3 separate regions of the Ovis aries genome follow, and regions 1 and 2 are each linked to region 3. A link is a contact called in public Hi-C data. All regions are on one chromosome and are shown on one strand. The core of a region is the stretch at or near the end of the contact, and the rest is flanking DNA. Distances in the headings are between cores, read along the strand shown.

What was found. A called contact is a pair of places that touch in the nucleus more often than the background predicts.
Region 1: a contact with region 3 is called in a Hi-C map of muscle, with 4 times the contacts expected there. The contact joins the promoter of LEMD2 here to the promoter of BAK1 in region 3. A contact is called at or near these places in 3 of 16 Hi-C or Micro-C datasets (hypothalamus, liver and muscle).
Region 2: a Hi-C map of liver shows a contact between it and region 3, with 10 times the contacts expected there. The contact joins the promoter of WDR46 here to the promoter of BAK1 in region 3. A contact is called at or near these places in 2 of 16 Hi-C or Micro-C datasets (blood and liver).

The regions. Positions count from the first base shown.
Region 1 is chr20:8,057,748-8,060,595 of ARS-UI_Ramb_v3.0, reverse strand. It overlaps LEMD2 (LEM domain nuclear envelope protein 2), which reads left to right and starts at 1,502. Exons shown (of 9, transcript XM_012100506.5): 1 at 1,502-2,253. The coding sequence starts at 1,542.
Region 2 is chr20:7,615,045-7,618,287 of ARS-UI_Ramb_v3.0, reverse strand. It overlaps WDR46 (WD repeat domain 46), which reads left to right and starts at 1,874. Exons shown (of 15, transcript XM_027958657.3): 1 at 1,874-1,998; 2 at 2,098-2,292; 3 at 2,402-2,482; 4 at 2,615-2,727; 5 at 2,852-2,939; 6 at 3,079-3,140. The coding sequence starts at 1,930. It overlaps PFDN6 (prefoldin subunit 6), which reads right to left and starts at 1,525. Exons shown (of 5, transcript XM_042236906.2): 1 at 1,494-1,525; 2 at 1,207-1,352; 3 at 896-966; 4 at 693-817; 5 at 233-442. The coding sequence starts at 1,270. The coding sequence ends at 313.
Region 3 is chr20:7,863,697-7,866,663 of ARS-UI_Ramb_v3.0, reverse strand. It overlaps BAK1 (BCL2 antagonist/killer 1), which reads left to right and starts at 1,257. Exons shown (of 6, transcript XM_027958440.3): 1 at 1,257-1,427. It overlaps LOC114109606 (gametogenetin-binding protein 1-like), which reads right to left and starts at 2,559. Exons shown (of 8, transcript XM_042236933.1): 1 at 2,466-2,559; 2 at 1-662. The coding sequence starts at 116.

The DNA.
Region 1 (2,848 bases), core at 253-2,752, 190 kb before region 3:
TACAGGGAGAAGTGTTATGCCCAAGTCGGAAATCTCCCAATGACCACCAGGGAGCCGGTATCTGATGCAAAAGCAAAAGAGTTTTATTACCAAGCTCGAGCTGGGGCTCCCACCGACACCGACGCAGTGGCCACAGGAAGGAGCCCTGAACTCTGGGTTACATTGCTTATCAAGAGTATTCTCACTCGCAAAATTCGAAAAACGGGAGTCTCTGGGTCTGATGAGGTGAAGGGTTTTATTGAGGTTTTATCTGGTGAGGCGTTAGGTGTTGAGTTCTGATCGGCTCTCATTTCCCGGGGGCTGGCCACGGGTCCTGATTGGTTCTCTTTTCCCAGGCTTGCCACGGGTTTGATTGGCTTTCATTTCCCGGGCTTGATTTGATTTTCCCGGGCTGGCAGTTGATTGGCTCTTGTGTGCTGAGGTAATTTCGTGGTAACTGAAACTTATCTTTTTGAGGAAATCGGAACTGCGGCCTTTTTGGTCCTGTAGCTAAAAAGCCTCTTGATGAAAGTGAAAGAAGAGAGGGAAAAAGTTGGCCTAAAGCTCAACATTCAGAAAACGAAGATCATGGCATCGGGTCCCATCACTTCATGGGAAATAGATGGGGAAACAGTGGAAACAGTGTCAGACTTTATTTTGGGGGGCTCCAGAATCACTGCAGATGGTGACTGCAGCCATGAAATTAAAAGACGCTTACTCCTTGGAAGAAAAGTTATGACCAACCTAGATAGTATATTCAAAAGCAGAGACATTACTTTGCCGACTAAGGTCCGTCTAGTCAAGGCTATGGTTTTTCCTGTGGTCATGTAAGATGTGAGAGTTGGACTGTGAAGAAGGCTGAGCGCTGAAGAATTGATGCTTTTGAACTGTGGTGTTGGAGAAGACTCTTGAGAGTCCCTTGGACTGCAAGGAGATCCAACCTGTCCATTCCAAAGGAGATCAGCCCTGGGATTTCTTTGGAAGGAATGATGCTAAAGCTGAAGCTCCAGTACTTTGGCCTCCTCATGCGAACAGTAGATTCATTGGAAAAGACTCTGATGCTGGGAGGGATTGGGGGCAGGAGGAGAAGGGGACGACAGAGGATGAGATGGCTGGATGGCATCACGGACTCGATGGACGTGAGTCTGAGTGAACTCCGGGAGATGGTGATGAACAGGGAGGCCTGGCGTGCTGCGATTCAAGAGGTCGCAGAGTCGGACACGACTGAGCGACTGAACTGAACTGAACTGAACTGAACTGAACTGAACTGAGGGCCTGTCATGGAGTTTGTTGCTCTCACAGAAGGAGTGAGCAAGACGGGAAAGAGAAAAGGAAACCAAAAATAAAACCCTTCAAAAACGCCCTCAGACCTCCCCAACATGGTGGCCCTGGGAGGCCGAGTCTGACCTCACCATCATGGCCACACGACGATCGTCACAGACCTCCCAATATGGCGGCCACCACTGACCTTCCTGTCATGGCGCGGAGCCCCGCCCGCTCCGCCGCGGCCGCGGGCGGGAGCAGTTCCGGGTGCGGCGCGCGCCGGGGGCGGTGTCCTGGCCATGGCTGGCCTGTCGGACTTGGAGCTGCGGCGGGAGCTGCAGGCCCTGGGCTTCCAGCCGGGCCCCATCACCGACACCACCCGGGACGTCTACCGCAACAAGCTGCGCCGCCTGCGCGGCGAGGCCCGGCTGCGCGGCGAGGAGCGGCCGCGGGAGGCGGCCCGGGCCCGGGGCGAGGAGGCCCGGCTGCGCGAGGAGGCGCCGCTGCGCGCCCGGCCCGCCGCGGCCTCCCCGCGGGCGGAGCCCTGGCTCTCCCCGGCGGCCTCGGGCCCGGCCTATGCGACGCCCGGGGCCTACGGCGACTTCGGAGCCCCCGCGGCCTCCTGGTCCGGGAGCCGCGGCCTCGCCCGCCCCGCGCCGCTCAGACGCCGCGCCTCGGCCCGGGGCAGCTCCGAGGAGGACGAGGACGGCCGGCCGTTCGGCAGGACCGCGCCGGGCGCCAGCCCCGGGCTCCGGCGCTGGTGGGCCGCGTCTCCGGCCTCGGCGCGGCCGCCCTCCGCCCTCCTCGGCCCCGACCCGCGCCCGGGCCTACGGGCGACGAGAGCCGGCCCGGCGGCCTCGGCGCGCGCCCGGCCCGAGGCGGGGCGGCGGCTGGAGCGCTGCCTGTCCCGGCTCCTGCTCTGGGCCAGCCTGGGGCTGCTGCTCGTCTTCCTGGGCATCCTCTGGGTGAAGATGGGCAAGCCCTCGGCGCCGCAGGAGGCGGAGGACAACAGTACGTCCCGGGCCGGCGCAGGGGAGGGCGCTGGGCGCGCGGGTGTCCCCGAAACGACCCCCGGGCCTCTCAGCGCCAGGCCGCACGTCCCGGGCCTGTTAGATACCTCAGGCCACCTTCTTCCCCCCAGACTGAAGACTTTGCTTCCTCCAGCTGTGGGATTCCTGCGTCTGCAGTCGTTTCTGTCTTCACTCCCTCCTATTATTTTCGGCCCTAGCCCTCCTTACTTAACCTCCCTTTCCAGCACGTGCTGGAAGCTGTCTCTCCGTAGTCACTTTTACTTTTCCCTCTCTAGAGAAAGCCCTCTAACACAACCCTCTAAAGGCCCACCCCCGCTCCTTTTAAGTTCTGCCCTCCCTTTTGATTTCTTGCTCATTCACATGCTGTGTGCCCAGGTCACCCACTCAGAGATAGGTTCTGATTGGGGTCCCAGCTTTGCAGCACCAAAAAGGCCACATCCTCTTCTTTGGCCCGGGGGACCCACTGTATGTCAAGAGGGGATTATACTAGTCCTGCCTCAGACAGGCGTGCAAGAGCCTTTCGAGTTTAAACTGATGTGAATGGTGGCATTTGCCACTGTTTCCAGCCCCTTCAT
Region 2 (3,243 bases), core at 625-3,124, 250 kb after region 3:
TGCTTCCAATCAAGAGAAGAGAGAGTTAAGGCTTGCATGTACAGGCAAGGATTAGGTTTGAGACATTTCGGAGTTTAGTCTCAAGAAAGAAGGGTTACTCTGCCACACACAAATTTCAGTGCACAAATTTGGATCTAAGAGAGTAATGCAGGTGATATAGGGGTGAGGGAGAAGGGACCAGAGGAAAGGATGGAGACAGTTACAACAGAAGTGGCTGGTCAGAACACGCCAGGTATTTTCACATTTTATTAGCTACAGTATAGACCCTAGAGCTGCCGCATTCCTCCCCCCGCCCACCCCCCCAGGACAGGGTCAGGCTTTCCCAGGAGCCCCTGCCTTTGCCGCCTGCGCCCTCTGAAACTCCTGCTGCAGCTGAGCCAGGGTCTCCCTCTGTTGTTCTGACTGCTGCTCTAGGTCTCGGAGCTGGGATTCATACCGCTTACTGAGGAAGGGCAAAAAAGCAAATGAGAAATTAGTGAGACTTACTCTTGAGGGTGCTGAAGACAAGATTGGTCAGAAACTTGAGCTCTAAGGGGAGTATGAAGAAAAGGGAAGGAGTTGAAGGACACAGGAAGGAGTTGAAGAACCTGCTCAAATGGGGGCTGCTCTGGAGAATGACTCTAGAAAGGTTTCTCAGCACCTTTATTCCCAACGGATCAAGTATAACACAGTGGGGTGGAAGGAAGACTCACATCTCAGCTGTGATGTAGTCCAGCCTTTTCCCCACTGTGGCCCGAGCTTCCCCCAGCTCCTGTTTGACCAACACGGGCCCCAGAAGTTTAAACACCACGTTGGACCCATCCAGCAGGGCCAGTTCCTGGTGGAGGAGTGGGAAAAACATCAGAATCACTTCCAAGACAGGTCCCCCCTCGCCCCACAAATCTCAGTCTCTCACCTCCTTCACGATATTATTTTCTGTTAGTTGTGCCTCTAGTTTCTGCCTCCCTGACATGGATTTACTCAAGTCTGCCGGATGAAAAGGTTTGTTTAGAGACATCTCATGTGCCACCCGACCACCACAGTCCTGGTAAGAAGGCGGAGCTGAGGAAGCAGGCAAGGATGAGCAGGCGGGACAGGGAATGGGAAGACTACAGAGAAGGGGAAGGAGCCGCAGGCTGGGGCCAGAGGTGGGACAGAATACATTATTCGGGTATAGACAGGTTGTGAGTGAATTGCCGCGAGGTCACCCCTACCCTGCTCCCTTACCCTTCTGCAGCTGTTGATATTTCTCCACTTCCCCCTGCAGCTTCTTCTGGATTAGCTCAGCCATGGCGGGGACGAAAGCCTGCGGGCAGCGGGAGAGGGGCGCTGGGTCTCACGCTCTGGAAGGTACCCGGGCTCCCCTTTCTGGCCTGCGGAGGTGACAGCCCTCTTGAGAGGCAGCCCCTCGGGCCACCCACTGCAGTCTCTCCTGGTCCGGGATATCGACTCACCCCCAGCCTCAGGGAGTGGCAGTACCCCGAACTCCTCAGCCGAACCGCTCCCCTACTCACGCTCTCACTTCAGTATTGGTGAACCCGGAAGTAAATAGAGAATGCTGGGGAAAGACGGCACCGGAAGCTGTGAGCCGGCGCACGCCGGGAAATGTAGTTCTAATATGGTCAATGTGTGGCGTTCTGCTAAAAAGACCAGAAGCGGAAGGATTTAAGGCAAGATGGAGAAACCGAGATGGGAAAAGAAACTGCAGGGTTGCTTGGGTCTTGGCCTCGGACTGCCCGTCTTTCATCACTTGGGCATAAGTTGCCGCACTGGGGGCCTTGGTCCCGCCCCTCAGTGGGGAGCGCGCCCTCATTAAAGATGGCGCCTAGGAGGCTTCAGACCTGGAACGGCGCTGATTGGATGAGTCTCGGAGGACTTCCGGGAGTTTTCCATCACACTGTGGGACTGTGGAGAGGAGTTTGCACGTGGATCGTGGTTCGAGTGGGCTAGATGGAGACAGTCCCCAAGCCGGGCAGTAATGTTCCACCCAAGAAGGACAGACTGCAAGCCAAGAAGAAGGTAGGGATCTCCTTGGGGTGGAAAGGAAGTTTTTATTTGCGGGGTTCGAGGGGCGGGGCGAAGGGCAGCGGAATACGAGGGATCCTGCTCTGTTGGTAGAAACCGCGGCGATACTGGGAGCAAGAGACCACTGGGACTGCGGCCGGAGCTTCTCCAGGTCCCCCTCATAAACGGAAGAGGAGTCGAGAGCTCCGCCCCCAGAAGCCAAAGAGAAATGACACCTCAAAGAAGTTTCGGATCTCCAAGAAACCCCGAGAACTGAAGAGTCCGGGGCCTCAGCGGACCTTTTCTGGGGTGAGCCTGGGACCTCCCGGGGTGCCGAGGCAAGTCGCCTTGTGCTTTCAGGGTCGGGGGGTTGGGGTCAGCTCGAGCCTGTTTCTTAATTGCCTCCTCCCTGCCGCAGGCCCAGGACCCATTTGCAGGCCCCGCCCCTGTCAGTGTGGAGGTGGTTCGGAAGTACTGTCGCATTGACAAATCCAAGGAGGTGAGGGCTAGTCGGAGAGTGGGGAGCGGTTGCAGGAGGGAGTGTCTGGGTGAGTTGAATGGAGGCGGGGCTCTCCTGTGACCCCCGCATCCCTTGGTCCTTCTCTCACTTCATCTCTCACCGCTGTTTTAGCTACCACATGCGAAGACCAAGACACGAAGCCGACTTGCGGTGGCTGAAGCACAAGAAGAGGAAACAAGTGTCAGAGCTGCTCGATCTGAGCTTCTGCTTGCTGAAGAACCTGGGTGAGTGGACCCTGATGTGGGCCTCCCCAATCCCTGATTTATGGGGCTCTAATTTCTGATTGTGATGCTGGGATACCCACTTCTTATTAGGAAGCTTTAATGCAACTCTCACGCTCACTTGCAGGTTTCTGGAAGGAGAGGATGGGGAGGACACGGCAAAGATTCGCCAGGCTGACATCGTGGAGGCTGTGGACATTGCGAGTGCAGCCAAAGTGAGTCTGAGAATGGAAAAGGGGCCAGTGGGTTGGCTGATGGTGCAGAGTAAGACGGGAGTGGGGACTAGGAGAGAAGAGTCCTGAAAGGAACCAACTCTCCTTTTCCTTTTCTTTTTTTCACTATCCCTTTTTCCAGCATTTTGACTTGAACTTGAGGCAGTTTGGACCCTACAGGCTAAATTACTCTAGAACTGGGAGGTAAGGTTGAATTCCAGTGACTTTAGCCTAGCCCATCTCAGCCATGGCAGTGTACATATGGGTTGTTGACGTGGGGAGGGTCTTGTTATTTGCTTGCATGTGT
Region 3 (2,967 bases), core at 8-2,507:
AAGGCCTGGCCTGAGCTCTCCCGGCCGCACTTGCTGCCTACCAAGCTCCAGGAAAAGCAGAACATGGGGGAGCGGCCCAAAATTCGGGGCCGAGGGCTTGAAGCAGCGGCCTCCATCCCGAGAGGGTCCCTGACTCAGAGGGAGGGGCCGCAGCAGCCACCGCAGGACCAACTGCTTAAGAACAGAAGGAGGTTTTCAAATTGAAAACCTCCAGTTGGAAACTTCCAGGAGTTCTAGAAGGCAGAAGGGGGGGAGGGGGGATTTGCTGGGTGCAGAGAGGGCAGGGGTTTGACAAGGCCTAGGGAGCCAGCTGGGGTGGGAGGGCTTGAGGGTTTGGGGAGGCCCCAGGAGACAGTGGGGGGGCAGGCAGAGGAGTCCAGAGGAACCCCAGCTCTGAGGATGGGGTGGTGGCCCAGGGCTCTCTCCTCGCTGCCTGTCCTTCCCCTGCAGCCGCTTCTGTCCTTGGGAAGCACTCATTCCCCAGCAGCTGCCCTCCCCCTTCCCTCCCTTCTCAGCATCCAGCTGGCACGGGCCCACTGTGCCCCCCTTTCTGCGTACCTGCCCGGCAGATTCAGGGGGACGTCACATTTCCTCTGTGGAAACCACCAAGGTAGGTGCCTGGTGTGCACGCTGAATCTCAGTTTAGTCTTATTCCTGGAGACCTGATTATAAACCCATCTCAGTGACCTTGGGAGAGGCTCCTTAAACCAGCCGAGTCTCAGTCTGATCCCCTGAAAGATGGGTGTGACCCACTGCACCAGCTTCCCAGGGTTGTTCCAAAGTGCGCTTAGTTTTAAATGTTTTTTATTTATCTGCACTGTGTCTGAGCTGCAGCAAGCGAACTCTTAGTCGCTACGTGTGGGCTCTAGTTCCCTGACCAGGGATCGAACCCAGACCTCCCTGTGTTGGGAGGACAGAGTCTTAGCCACTGGACCACCAAGGAAGTCCATCCAAAGGGCTTTTAAAGTGCCTGGCACAGAGTGGGGCTCAAGGAACCGCCCCATCCTGGCTGTTTTGCTGGCACTGATGGAAGGGAGCAGGGGACAGATCAAGAATTAGGGCTGGGAACCAGGGTGGGGGAAAAGCCGTGGGGGAGGAGGAGGGAAGCCACTTTCTCTTGCAGAGCCCAGACCCGCCTCAGGCCACGGGCTGCGGCTTCGCATCCGGCGGCCACCGAGCGACTTCCTCTAGAGGGAGCTGATGGGAGCCGGGAGCCGCCGGCGCCTCTATGATCGCCGCAGCCCCGTGGGTCCCCCAGAGCCGCCCTGGGACCGGCAGAGGCTGCACTCCAGACATCAGGGATCCACTGACTCCCCTTCCTGGAAGCCAGGCGTGGGGACACAACCCTGGGAACAGCCCCTGACCCCTCAGGATCTCTGGCCTCCGCCCCGCTGGGCCATCTCGGGCCTGGGCCAGGGTCCGGGGAGGTAAGCCGGGAGAGTCTTGCCCATGCCCCCCTCCCTGGGCAGCCCCAGGCCCAGGGTGAGGCAGGGAGCCCCTGGGGAGCCCGCTGGGGAGGGGGACGCCACTGCGAAGCTTGCCTGGGCGGCTCCACCAACCCTCGACGGTGGGCCGATCCAGATCCAGCCAGGGCTCCCTTGGGCTGCCCCTGAGGCGGCGTCCCCTCTTGCCCTGGCCCTGGCTACCCGAGAATCGCGTGCCAAAGAGCCAGGTCCTTTAGCAGTCTGGGGGATGGGAGTGGAGGTCAGAGTCAAGGTCAAGGGCAGCAGGAGACCGTTCACAGTGCTTCCTGCTGCCCCAGGAGTCCTAAGACCAGGTCAGGATCTGCCCCCTCCCCCCCCCCAACTCCAGCAGCATCCTGGGCCTGGCAAACCCAAAAGGTGGGCACAGCGGACTCTCCCCACCAGGAAGTCAGGCCACTTGGATGGGGGCAGAGGAAGTCCCAGGTCAGCTCAGGCCTCTGGCTCTGGGGCGGGTTCCAAGGCTCCACCTCATCCCCAGCCGTGAGCCCCAGGGGTAGTGGGAGAGGGAGTCGAGGTGCAGTTAGCATCCTTCAGCCCTGATGTCCTGGGGGGCACCGCGTTTGGGTACCAAGGGAGGGAGAAAGGCGCCTTGTTTGGGAAGCAGCTTCTAGGATGCCGGGTGCCAGGCTAAGGTCTGTCTTAAGCAGGCGGGGGACCGCGGGCTGCAGGAGGGGCGAGTCCCTTCTCCCTGTCCCTGCCCCCTCGACAGGGAAGGGGTGGGGCGCACAGGTGGGCCCTCCCCACCCTTCTCCTGAGGCCCTTTGGAAAATGGCCCCAGGCCTGGGAGAGGTGGGGTATACAGGCCCTCCCAGGAAGGAGGCGGAACACAGGCCCTCCGGGCGTGTGTTGGGGCCCAGGCTGGGCCCTCCCGAGGGGGAGGAGAGGGGCTTCCGCCTGGGTGATGGAGGCAGCTTTGGGGTGCGGGGAAATGAGGAGGGTGCAAACTGAAAGTGAAACAGCTTACGTCCAGGAAATACTCACTCTGCCCAGGGCTCACTGAGCTGCCGGGGGTTGTGGCCAGAACCCAGCAAAGGAAGAAAACGGGCCGGAGACAGGAGGGCGAGGGGGGCACGTGGTTTCCTCAGCCGCCTGCTAGGCAGGTGGGGCAAGGGCAGAGGCCGCCGCCGGCAACCGGGAAGCAAGCCTGACAGGAGCGCTGAGGAGAGCACGGACGCGTGTGGAAATTCAGTCACCCTGATGGCTTGACCAGCCCTGTGGCCTGGAGCGTTCCCTGAGCCTCAGTTTTCCCACCTGTGCAGTGGGCATGATGGTGCCTGCCCTGCCATGCTACCCCCGCGTCCCACACCTCCTCCCGCATGTGTGAGGAGGACACCACAGGCGCTCGGGATGTGTGTGGCTAACAGGCCCGAGGTGGAAAACAGGTGTGCTCTGACTAGCTGGGGGGAAGTGGGGCCTTCGGGGACGGCCTTCACGGGTCACTGGTTGGAAGGTAGCGAGTCTGTGGTGGATGTGGACCGGATAG